2 separate regions of the Mus musculus genome follow, and region 2 is linked to region 1. A link is a contact called in public Micro-C data. All regions are on one chromosome and are shown on one strand. Each heading gives the region's core, a stretch centred on a gene start, on an enhancer-like site or on the middle of the called end of the contact. The rest is flanking DNA. Distances are from core to core; before and after follow the strand shown. Region 1 holds the start of Matn2 (matrilin 2). Region 2 has its middle 11 kb from the start of Gm38594.

The links. Hi-C and Micro-C count contacts between places; a contact is called where the count stands out from the background.
Region 2: a contact with region 1 is called in a Micro-C map of embryonic stem cells, with 2.8 times the contacts expected there. The contact joins the enhancer-like site here to the promoter of Matn2 in region 1. A contact is called at or near these places in 6 of 39 promoter capture datasets (the 3T3-L1 cell line, embryonic stem cells, hippocampal neurons and 1 more), 3 of 484 Hi-C or Micro-C datasets (embryonic stem cells and myocytes), 2 of 115 datasets of contacts at active chromatin or transcription factors (both in embryonic stem cells) and 1 of 9 other capture datasets (adipose tissue).

What each region holds. Positions count from the first base shown.
Region 1 is chr15:34,302,419-34,308,960 of GRCm38.p6, forward strand. It overlaps Matn2 (matrilin 2), which reads left to right and starts at 4,263. Exons shown (of 19, transcript NM_001358780.1): 1 at 4,263-4,490.
Region 2 is chr15:34,174,000-34,180,541 of GRCm38.p6, forward strand. No RefSeq gene overlaps it. Among named protein-coding and RNA genes, the nearest start is that of Gm38594, 11 kb to the left of the region's middle. Within about 2 kb of position 3,057, at least 16 of the 459 cell types and tissues checked have an H3K27ac peak or open chromatin away from gene starts, as enhancers often do. A contact at or near this core is called in embryonic stem cells, where this site is marked.

The DNA.
Region 1 (6,542 bases), core at 3,013-5,512:
TGAAAAACATCCATATTGAGTCCTTAATAAGTTTAAGGCCTATGTGAAATTACTGCCCCCACCCCCACCCCCAGTCCCAAATAAACCTTTTGTTAGCTTGCTTTCTATTGCTGCGATAAACAATCAAAAGCAACTTCAGGAGGAAAGGGTTTATTTGGCCTAGATAACTGGGGTCTCAGTCCACTGAGGGAAGCCAAGACAGGCACTGGGAGGCAAGAACTGAAGCAGAAACCCTGGTCACTACATCTCTCCAGGGCTTGCTTTTGTTTGTTTGTTTGTTTGTTTGTTTTTTCAAGATAGGGTTTCTCTGTGTATCTTTGGCTGTCCTGGATCTCGCTCCATAGACCAGGCTGACGTCAACTTTAGACATCCACCTGTCTGTGCCTTCCAAGTGCTGGGACTAAAAGGTGTATGTTGCTATGCCAGTCCAGCTTGCTTTTTTTTTTTTTTCGAGACAGTGTTTCTCTGTATAGCCCTGGCTGTCCTGGAACTCACTTTGTAGACCAGGTGACCTCAAACCCAGAAATCTACCGGTCTCTGCCTCCCAAGTACTGGGATTAAAGGCATGCGCCACTACCACCCGGCTCAGCTTGCTTTTTAAATACAGCTCAGGACTACCTGTATCAAGTAGGTAAGATGGACCCCAGCACAGACCCTCAGCAGAGATGGAATGGACAGATGATATGCAGCATAGGTACAAATGTGTGATCAGTTATCTCATGAGGTCTAGCATACTGTTGCCTTCATTCTTGTGTGCATATGTGGGTCCCCATATGAACTAGACACCTTAGCACAGTGTTCCTTCTGAATAAGGTTTCCTTGAGTCCATAGTAGAGCCTCAAACACAGAAGGCAGAGTTGGTTGGCCCTTCCCTCCGACAGCCCTTCTCAGTAACTTGCATTTATCCCCTTGCCCTACACACAAGGTACCAGCGAGGTAAATCATTGTTCCAACTGTGCATATCAGGACACCGAGCTTTGTTTGATTTGCTGAGGTGTTTGTTTGTCTGGTTTGGTTTGGTTGTTGCTGTTGTTGTTTTGCACACCTGAAGAATATCCCATAAAGTAGAGCAACTCATTTAACCCATTTGCCTGGCCCCCAGCCTTGCTCCACCCACAGACTTCCTATTCTGAAGAATCCCCATAGAACTCCCTGGGGGGAAACACCCACTTTAGCTGGCACAGACCAAATAATGGGATCATTAGTAAGTCAGAGTCTTCTTAAAATTGGAAGGATTTCCAAATAGCTATTTGTTTCCCTGGTAAATTATTGGATCCTATGGGTATCTTGGGATAGACACACATTTGAAATATGTTTCCATAATTTATAACTTAGCTTTTCCAACTTCTTGGGTGTTTTCACTGTCTGTAAGGAAGAATTTTCTGCTGTGGGATCCAAGACCAAACATTTCCTGGAGACTTTGTTCTGTTTTCTGACCTTCATCTTCTTTCTTCTAAAGACTGAAGAAGAAATTTCTGACCAGTGCAGGCTGTCAGCAGCAGCCTGTGGCCCAAGGTTCAGGTAAGGAACACAGGGCCATGAGGCCCTGGTTATTTCTGGGCAGTAAGGCCAGAATGTGTTAACCCTTTGTTTTATGGGGTTTTATTGTGTTGTTGGTTTGTTTGTTGTTTTTGACTGCCTCTCTATGTCACCCTAGCTGGCTCAGAACTCACCATGTAGGCCAGACTGCCCTCAAACTCAGAGACCCATCTTTATTCCTGAGTGCTGAGACTAAAGGTGTGCACCATCACAGTGGCCTTGACTGAGATTTTATTTATTCATTTATTTTATGTATATACACTGTAGCTGTCTTCAGACACACCAAAAGAGGACATCAGATTCCATTACAGGTAGTTGTGAACCACCATGTGGGTGCTGGGAATTGAACTCAGAAAGAACAGTTAATGATTTTAACTGCTGAGCAATCTCTCCAGCCCCATGGCTGAGACCTGGAGCTCTTTATAGAAATAGGTCTTGCAGAATAGGTCTTGTAGATGACATTTGTTTGTATTCTAAGATTTGAAACTAGTTAGTTCTGATTTTCTCTGATGGTTTGTTAAAATCTGGATGGGGGTGTATTGGCTTAGCAATTGGGTGATAGAATTAGGGTTGTTGCTGCTTTGTTTTGTTTTGTTTTGTTTTGTTTTGTTTTGTTTTGTTTTGTTTCGAGACAGGGTTTTTCTGTATAGCCCTGGCTGTCCTGGAACTCACTCTGTAGACCAGGCTGGCCTCAAACTCAAGAAATTTGCCTGCCTCTGCCTCCCAAGTGCTGGGATTAAAGGGGTGCGTCACCACTGCCCGGCTTGTTGTTTTTTTATTTAAAAGATTTATTTTATTTATGAGCGCTCTATCTGCATGTACATATGCATGCCAGAAGAGAGCATCAGATCCTATTGTAAATGGTTGTGAGCTACCAAGTGGTTGGTGGGGACTGAAATCAGGACCTCTGAAGAGCAGCCAGTGCTCTTAAGCCCTGAGCTATCTCTCCAGCCCCAGAATTAGGGTTTTTATTAGGAGATAGATGTCTGGTCTGCTGTAGCATCCTGCCATCCCAGATTGGTAATCCCAGAGTCTGGGAGTTAGCTCGGTTCCCTGCTACTGATCAGTCCTGTTTTCTCTCTGTCTCTCCTAGGATGGCCACTATCTCAGGTAATGTTTCCTCTCTTAAGGAAGTTATAGAAATCCTCCCTTCTGGGCTGGAAAGATGACTCAGCAGTTAAGAGCACCGACTGCTCTTCTGGAGATCCTGGGTTCAAATCCCAGCACCCACATGGTGGTTCACAACCATCCGTAATGACATCTGACGCTCCTCTGCTGTGTCTGAAGACAGCTACAGTGTACTTATATATAGTAATAAATAAATGCTTAAAAAAAGAAATCTTGCCTTCTATAATTTTTTATTAGATATTTTCTTCATTTACATTTCAAATGCTATCCCCAAAGCCCCCTATACCCTCCTCCTGCCCTGCTCCCCAACCCACCCACTCCTGCTTCCTGGTCCTGGCATTCCCCTGTACTGGGGCATATGATCTTCGCAATACTAAGGGCCTCTCCTCCCATTGATGGCCGACTAGGCCATCCTCTGCTACATATGCAACTAGAGACACAGCTCTGGGGAGTACTGGTTAGTTCATATTGTTGTTCCTCCTATAGGATTATAGACCCCTTTAGCTCCTTGGGTACTTTCTCTAGCTCCTTCATTAGGAGCCCTGTGATCTATCCAATAGATGACGGTGGGCATCCACTTCTGTATGTGCCAGGCATTGGCATAGACTCACACAAGAGAGCTATGTCAGGGTCCTGTCAGCAAAATCTGTCTGGCATATGCAATAGTGTCTGGGTTTGGTGGTTGTATATAGGATGGATCCCCGGGTGGGTCAGTTTCTGGATGGTCTTTCCTTCTGTCTTAGCTCCGAACTTTGTCTCTGTAACTCCTGTCTCTGTAACACAATGGAGTACTACTCAGCAATTAAAAACAATGAATTCATGAAATTCTTAGGCAAATGGACGCATCTGGAGGGTGTCATCCTGAGTGAGGTAACCCAATCACAAAAGAACACACATGGTATGCACTCACTGATAAGCGGATATTAGCCCCAAAACTTAGAATATACAAGATACAATTTGCAAAACACATGAAACTCAAGAAGGAAGACCAAAGTGTGGATACTTTGTTCCTTCATAGAATGGGGAACAAAGTACCCATGGAAAGATTTAAGTTTTTGAGTCTGATCTGAACTAGCATCTTAATGGCCTTTCCCATCCCAGTGGCTGGTCCAGGGCCAGTGGATACTAGTAATATGAATTGGCGCTGGTGGGGCTGTCCTAGACTGCCAAGACAACTTCTGGCTGTGTCATCAGTCATCTTAAGTCTCACCACTTCTTTCTTCATCATCGTGCTCCATGGATGCCTCCCGAAGAAAATGATTCTCAATTCATGTTATATGACTCCAGCTGTGTCTCCTGTTACCAGGAAACCCTCACCCCACTTCACTCCCGCCCCAGACCCACACGCTCCCTAAAGTCTCCAGTTACTCCAACCTCTGGAGATCCATTCATTCCACAGGGACTAGGGATGCACCAGGAGTCTGAGGGTGGCAGCAGGCAAGGAGAGCGTCTTTGGCCCCGAGCTGGGGGCTGCCTGTAGCGTGGGGCAGCTCTGACTGCTGCCTCTCCCCGCCTTCCCCGTCCCCAAAGAGGACACCCCTCCTTCCGCCCGCCCGCTTCCAACCCTTGTACGGCACCGCCTCCTCGCGCCGCCCTTTCAGGGAGCCTCCCAGGCAGCCAGCAAGCGCGGAGAGCGCACTGGGATGGGACTTGAAGGCGGCTTCTCAGGACACGGCGCTGGCGCGGGATTCTTGTTCGCGTCCGGGGATCGGTGCCCAAGGAGCTCTGCGGTCCTCTGCGGGGCGAGGCGGCGGACCACGGAGACTGACACTCACAGCTGCTCCCCTGTCTCTCTTCCCGGGTGTCGGCGGCGGTGGCTGCAGGTGAGCGCGGCGCGCTGACCCGGGAGCAGATGACCCACTGACCGACAGACGCAAAATCTGTCCCTCTCCTGGGGGACCCGCTGTCTCCCTGTGGAGAGTGGGAGAGAAAGGCGGCGCTGCAGGTCCCCTCGGCCGGGAGAAGTCCCGCCACGCCGGGCCAGGCGCGGGACACATGGGGCGGCAGTAGTACCCGAGGGCCCCGCGGGGGCGCTGTGCTTCGCTGCAGGGACACTCAGAACCCCTCCACACTGACCAGGGAATAGGGACTTGTTGAGTGGGTTTGCAGTGACAATCCTATCTACCAGGTAGAAAATAACTTGGTTCCTCCTGTAGGCTGGTACCTCAAGACCAGTGTCATCTAGATTTCCTTTGCTTTCTGTGTCCAGCTCTGGCTTCCTTGTATTTCGGAAGAGGGATAAGAAGAGGGCATTTTGTGTTGCTGGAAAACTGGACGACAGTTTGGGGAGAGGACAGAAAAATATGGGGACAAACCCTTGTAAGGTCTCCCGGAGTTGGTGTTCTGGAGATACTGTACAGTAATCACTGTGGCGCTCCCACAGTGCATCTACAGGATGCAATTCCCATTAGCCTTTGAGGAATGGACAACGAAGCTGTAAGGGTAAAGGACAGAGGTTTGGGAATCAGCAGGCCTCGTTCAAACCCCAGCTGCCAAGTTTACAGGCTGGAGTACTTGGAGACAACCAGCAACACAATGCCTCAATTTTCTCATGCATCTAGAGGGGATTATAATGCCTACAGGATTAAATGAGATTTCATTGAAGTACAGAGAATAGTTCTAAAAGTCTCTTACTGCTAGTGAACTCTGCTACCCACCTTTCTAGAAAAGGAAGGAATCTGTGTGAACACTGAATTCATCCCCTCCCTAATTCTAGGACAAAACCTTTTGAGGGATGCTCTAAGATGGCAGATAATGTATATGTGTTAGTGGAATTTTTGTGCAAATGTCCATTCGAGAACATTCCCTGCCTGCTTGCTTGCTTGCTTTCTTTCTTTCTTTCTTTCTTTCTTTCTTTCTTTCTTTCTTTCTTTCTTTCTTCCTTCCTTCCTTCCTTCCTTCCTTCCTTCCTTCCTTCTTTCTTTCTTTCTTTCTTTCTTTCTTTCTTTCTTTCTTTCTTTCTTTCTTTCTTTTTTTTCAAGACAGGGTTTCTCTGTATAGCCCTGGCTGTCCTGGAACTCACTTTGTAGACCAGGCTGGCCTCGAACTCAGAAATCCGCCTGCCTCTGCCTCCTGAGTGCTGGGATTAAAGGCATGCACCACTACGCCCGGCCCTGCCTTCTTTCAAAGTGATAATTTCACAAAGCCAGCCAAGATACCAAGGTGAGTTTGTAGCCAGGAAGGTTTCCTCTAAGCTTCCTGTTTATTCTGTTTAGAAGGTTTCCTCTAATGTTTGTTCTCTTAGAAACTCCATTGAAGAAGGAAAGGCTGCAGGTTTTCATCTTCTATCTCCCTTCTGTTCCTGCTTTCATTTCAGTTGACAGACTTCAGCTTCAGACCCCCACATAACCAGCCAGATCTCTTCTATAAACCCAGGTTTTGGAGGTTCTGGCTTCCAGAGTCCAGACCCAGGTGGTCAAGAGGCATGGGGCCTGAAGTTCATCGCTGAGGATATCATAGCATAATTGAAACCTGAGACAGCCTTGGATAACAGGCAGGTCAAACTCCTATTAGCTAAGACCACGCATGTCTGACAGCAAAAGGCTAGGTGAAAGCTGAGCATGGTGGTGCATGTCTATAACCCAACACTTGAAATGCAGAGAGGCAGGAGGGTCCGAAGTTCAAAATCATCCTTGATTACATAGTAACTCTAAAACAAACCTGGACTACATGAAACCCTTTCTCCAAAAACCAAAAGGGGAAAAAAAAAAGACAATTGGAATGAGGCTCAAGATTTTAAGAAAGGCAAAGAGATGTTGCTCCTTGAAAGACAAGGAAGAAAAATGAGCCACTGGAGAGTCTGAAAAACAATTTCCAGTTTGCCTAGAAGCAGTTCTTATTGGTAACTGAGAGAAGGCACCGAGATATGGGAGTGT
Region 2 (6,542 bases), core at 1,807-4,306, 130 kb before region 1:
TATGGTAGTGTATGCCTTTAATCATAGCACTTGGGAGGAAAGAGGCAGGTGGATCTCTGAGTTTGATCTACAGAATGACTTCCAAGACAGCCCAGGCTACTCAGAGGAACCCTGTCTTAAAACAGCAGCAGCAGCAGCAACAACAACAACAACAAACCAAAAAAAGCTGCAATCAATTAAACAAACAAAACAATAAACCAAACCAAACCAAGGCAAAACAAATACCCCCCCCCCAGGCCCTTCTCAGAGTGGAAGCAATGGCTCATGCTCAAATATTAAGCACATATACCACTTCTGCAGAGGACATAAGTATGGTTCCCAGCAAGTTTGGTGGCAAGCAGCTTCAGAGTTTCAGTGCCTTCTGGTCTCCTTAGATATCTACACTCATAGATGTATACCCGCACAGACCCAGACACAAAGACGTACTTTAAAAATGAAACGTAATTTTTTAAAGGAAGAATTTGTCTTTTTTCATCTACCTAAATCAACCTACATTCTTTTGTAGAGTTCTTACTATCCCCTTTCCTTACTATTCTTTGTTTGTTTGTTGGTTGGTTTTTCAAGACAGGGTTTCTCTGTATAGCCCTGGCTATCCTGGAACTTACTTTGTAGACCAGGCTGGCCTCGAACTCAGAAATCCACCTGCCTCTGCCTCCCGAGTGCTGGGTTTAAAGGCGTGCGCCACCACGCCCAGCTTTTCTTACTATTCTTGAAGTTAGCATACAGTATAACAGGTTTCATTACATTTTCATGTATGCATACCCCGTGCTTTGTATATTGTTGAAGTCTTTCTCTAACCTAGTTCCCTGGCCTTACTTCTTAGAAATAACTATAGCCATTTTGCCTCACGCCTGCCAGCCATTCCATATTGATAATGCTAAGAAAGAAAAAGGCAGCCTGACTATAAGACACAGAGAAATAATTTGGCTCAAAGCAAGTTTAAATTGACCATATATACACTGTGCTCAGATATTTGTTGTCACATTCTGAGAACTGCTCTCCTTGGAAAATTCCCCAGCTGCAGCCTTCACTCAGGACCAAGCAGGATAGGGGTCAGCTTGAACTGTTATGTCTAATTTACTAACGAAATTTGGAAAAAAGAACAAGCCCCCTGCAGCCCATCCCGTCTCACCTTCTCATTAGCCTAGCATGGTTTTTTTTCTCCTATATAGACTGACCCTGAATAATGTACAGGCGAGAAGCTTTCATCTCGATTCTGAAGCGGTTGCCCTGATTGGTAAGTCTTTAGGTGTGTGTTCAATAAACTATCCTTGTTTGACTGAGATTGCTGTTCATGTGGTTTGTGGGGGCAACTTCTGAACTGCAACAATTTTTGACTTCAAACAGTCCTCTCCTGCCCCTTCTGGTAATTTCTGTCTTCCCTTCTGTTTTCACCTTTTTCTGCCTGCCCGTCTGTCTGTCTCCCCCACCCCACCCTCTCTCTCTCTCTCTCTCTCTCTCTCTCTCTCTCTCTCTCTCACACACACACACACACACACACACACACACACACACACACACACACACACGCGCGCGCGCCATGTGTATATACATATATGAATGCATGTATGCACACAGGATTGTCTTTCCAATGGGAAAGATGAAAAACCTGGTCTTCCATCCAGAAAGCTAAGAATTGGAAATGATTGGTGATCTGCATTATCTGTTGGGCTAGACCATATTATGTTCCTACAACCAGAACTAGAGGTGGCTAATAGCCTAAATGACCTCTATGTTACATATGACCCGGCCAGACTCTCGGGCCCACAGGAGCATAGGTCTAGAAACCATTTTCTTTGAAGAAATGACACTACCTTGAACTGAGTTTTAATGTAATTACACTTCTCTGTGCACCAGGGATTATATTGTACCAGGACAGTCTTTCTTTCTTTCTTTCTTTCTTTCTTTCTTTCTTTCTTTCTTTCTTTCTTTCTTTCTTTCTTTCTTTCTTTCTTTCTTTCTTTCTTCAAATTACACCGAGCTGAAATACATTGGGAACAAACCACCTGTTATTAGACTTCCTGAAGTCTTATCCAGGTTGAAGAAAATCTTGAAAATTGAAAACCAAATCTGAGTTTTTCTATCTCTTCCTGCAGTTTGCTTCCCTGTACAACACTGCAGTGACCCCCTTAACATAAGGCTCTTTTTATTACTATTATTGTTATTTTCTCCTCTCTCTCTCTCTCTCTCCCTTCCTCCCTCTCCCTCTCCCTCTCCCTCTCCCTCTCTCTCTCTCTCTCTCTCTCTCTCTCTCTCTCTCTCTCTCTCTCTCTCTCTTTCTTTCTTTTTTGAGACAGAGTCCTCTACACAGCCCTGGCTGCCCTGAAATTTACTATGTAGACTAGGCCATCCTGGAACTCACAGGCATCCACCAGCCCCTGCTTCTGGAGTGCTGGGATTAAAGGTGTGAGCCACTGCCCAATACTGATTTCTTTTTTGTTGTTCTTGTTTTGTTTTTCCAAACAAGGTTTCTCTATGTAGACCTGAATGCTGGAACTTACTCTGTAGACCAAGCTGGCCTTGAACTCAAGACATCCACCTCCCTTTGCCTCCCAAGTGCTGGAATCAAAGGTGTGTGTCACTGCCACCTGTGGGACTGTGAAAGGCAGCCTGTTTTCTGGTCAAGCTAGGTTTAAACCCTGGAGACTCAGCAGATAACTGCAAGGGATGGAAAGTGTTTGCCTGCACACTCCTAGACACCAGGCTCCTGACACAAGGCCTCAGCTCTCCATAAGTCAAGTAGGGCAATGCCCCAGCCCCTCCACAGGTAGAGGACATGACCACAGGTCATGTAGCCTCAAGACAGATCTCCACTGTAGTGAGATACCTAAAGGCCTGAAGGGCTTAGCCAATTAAGCTTTCCTTCCCAGACACTCCTCCCTGCAAAAGGTATTTAATCTTAGGCCTGCCCTGAGAAAGTGGGGTGAGGTTTCACTCAACACAACTCTCCGGCATGCCAATAGACGCCTTAAAACTGTGGACTTCCTCTACTCATCGAGACCCACTGTGGGGAACAATGGAGCCGGAAGCCTCTCTGCATTCTCAGCCAATCTCCATCAAGCAAGCTGCTGTCGAACCAAGCACAGGACACTTCTCCCCGAGAGAACCAGGCGGAGCTCTCCTTCTGCCCTTTCCCTTCAGTCCTGGGCTAGAATCGGCTCACGGGCCTCACTTCGTTCTCAGCTCTTCCGAGGCATCCAGCAGCAGCATCTGCGGTGCTGAGGACCCTGAGCCCTAGCCCTGTGGTGGGCCAACCGTGGGACACCACTTGTCGCCCACAGCCACCCAGTCCCTTAGGAAAGATTTATTTTTATTCTGTGTGTATGGATGTCTTGCCTGCGAGTCTCTGTGTGCACTGTGTTGGTGGTACCTGCTCCCCTGTAAGAGCAACAAATTGCTCTAGCCGCTTTAATACTGATTTTCATTGGATCGTTGAAAAGAATTTAGGGTTTAAAATAAGAAGAGTCAACAGCACTGTTTCAGTGTGAAAAATATTGATTACTTTAAAAATAAAAAAGAATCTCAAATTAAGATAGGGAGATAGCCTGCTGGTCTCACCTCAGTTTTACCAGCTTATCAAAGCCTGCTTGAGACAATGACTGTTTCAAAGTATTTGTGACTCGCTCAAGCTTCAGGTAGTGACCAGGTTAACTGCCCCCAAGTGGAGCTTATAGGTTATTACACCTCAGCAGATTTCAACATTCTGGAGCTTTTAATCTTAAGCACATTAATTTTAACAAAACATTTAATTTTCAACAGGAGTTAGACTTATTTTCAGGTTACTTTTATTTTGAAAGTCTTTGGTATGTATGTACATATGTATGTATGTATGTATGTATGTATGTATGTATGTATGTATGCATTGTATTTTTGAGATAGTATCTCAAAAATTGCTGTCTTGAAATTGCTATGTATTTGGATATGACCCTGAACATCTTATCTGGAATTCTACCTCCAGCTCACAGGTTCTGGGATTGTAGCATGTGTCACTACAAGTTATACAATGTGGTGGGTGGAACCCAGCATCTCCTGCATGCCAGGCAAGTCTTCAACCAACTGGACTACACCCCAACCACACAGCCTTGCTGTTCAGGAGTGTAAAATAGTACAGCCACTCTAGAAAATAGTTTAATGAGTTTTATTTAGTTGTTTTAAAAGTTTTTTATTAATTATTTTTTTCTTGTATGTATATGTGTGTATACATGCATGTGTGTGTGTATGTGTGAGTGCAGGTACCCATGGAATCCAGAAGAGGGTATCAGAGTCCTTGGAGCTGGAGTTAAAAGCAGCTGTGAGCAGCCTAATGTGAATACTGGGAACTAAACTCAGGTCCTCCCCAAAAGTATTATGCATTTTTAACTGCTGAACCATCTCTCCAGACTCTTTTTTTTTTTTAACACTAAAACTGTATGAGCAATGACCATAGAATGCAATAATTATAATGGAGACATTTGTTTAGATTGATGAAACTTCTGTTTATACAAAAATAGCTACAGGAATGTTCACTGAAGTTTAATTCAAAAAAAGTTAGAAGCTGGAAATGGCAGCAAAGTCTCCCAGGAGAAGGGTGAGCAGATTGTAGTACATTGTAACATATTTTAAAAGTATATAGTAGCTCCTTTGCCTTCTAGCTCCTCCTCTGTTCTCTTGTCCCTTCCCCTTCTCTTCCCCCCTCCCTCCATGTGCTCATGGCCAGCCTCTACTCTACTTTCTCTGCCTTTCTCTGTCTCTACAACGCTTTCAACTCCCCTCCCCATGCCATGAACAAACTATTCTATACAAAAAAAAAAAGTTATAGTAGTGAACTACCTATATACAATTGAGCTCTTTTCACAGGAATTATTCAGATTGTATAATTCATGTACAGAACAATCTTCTTTGCCTTAAAATTTTTAAACATTTAATCAGTGTGTGTGAATGTGTGTGTGTGTGTTTCTAAGATTGAAATGTTGCTTCAATCTCAACGTTGCTTCTGTGCCAAAGGCTGCACCTATGCTCAAGGTTGCTCCTGCTTTCTGAAGGTTTTGGGTTTGTTTGTTTTGTTTTTTAAGCTAGAATCTTTTTCTTTTTATTTGTTTGTTTATTTTTTATTTTTTAAAAAAAGATTTATTTATTTATTATTTATTTGCTTGTTTATTTATTTACTTAATATATGTGGGTACCCTGTCTCTGTCTTCAGACACACCAGAAGAGGGGCATCAGATCCCATTACAGATGGTTGTGAGCCACCATGTGGTTTCTGGGACTTGAACTCAGGACCTCTGAAAGAGAAGTCAGTGATCTTAACTGCTGAGTCATCTCTCCAGCCCTCTTTATTTTATTCCTCACATAGATGGTTGTGAGCCACCTTGTGGTTGCTGGGAACTGACCTCTGAAAAGCAGCAGCCAGTGCTCATAACTGCTGAGCCATCTCTCCAGTACAAGCTTTCTGATGTTTTTGATAAGCCTTGCTTATCAGCAGTGTTGCTTTAAGTTAAGCAATCACATAAAAATGAGAGCTGATTGGATTGCTAGCTTGTACAACCACTCTGGAAATCAGTCTGGCGGTTCCTCAGAAAATTGGACATAGTACTACCGGAGGATCCTGCAATACCTCTCCTGGGCATATATCCAGAAGATGTCCCAACCGGTAAGAAGGACACATGCTCCACTATGTTCATAGCAGCCTTATTTATAATAGCCAGAAGCTGGAAAGAACCCAGATGCCCCTCAACAGAGGAATGGATACAAAAAATGTGGTACATTTACACAATGGAGTATTACTCAGCTATTAAAAAGAATGAATTTATGAAATTCCTAGGCAAATGGATGGACCTGGAGGGCATCATCCTGAGTGAGGTAACCCAATCACAAAGGAACTCACACAATATGTACTCACTGATAAGTGGATATTAGCCCAGAAACTTAGGATACCCAAGATATAAGATACAATTTGCTAAACGCATGAAACTCAAGAAGAACGAAGACCAAAGTGTGGACACTTTGCCCCTTCTTAGAATTGGGAACAAAACACCCATGGAAGGAGTTACAGAGACAAATTTTGGAGCTGTGACGAAAGGATGGACCATCTAGAGACTGCCATATCCGGGGATCCATCCCATAATCAGCTTCCAAATGCTGACACCATTGCATACACTAGCAAGATTTTGATGAAAGGACCCAGATAGAGCTGTCTCTTGTGAGACTATGCCAGGGCCTAGCAAACACAGAAGTGGATGCTCACAGTCAGCTATTGGATGCATCACAGGGCCCTCAATGGAGGAGCTAGAGAAAGTACCCAAGGAGCTAAAGGGATCTGCAACCCTATAGGTGGAACAACATTATGAACTAACCTGTACCCTGAAGCTCTTGACTCTAGCTGCGTATGTATCAAAAGATGGCCTAGTCGGCCATCACTGGAAAGAGAGGCCCATTGGACTTGCAAACTTTATATGCCCTAGTACAGGGGAACGCCAGGGCCAAAAAGTGGGAGTGGGTGGGTAGGGGAGTGGGGGGGAGGGTATGGGGAACTTTTGGGATAGCATTGGAAATGTAATTGAGGA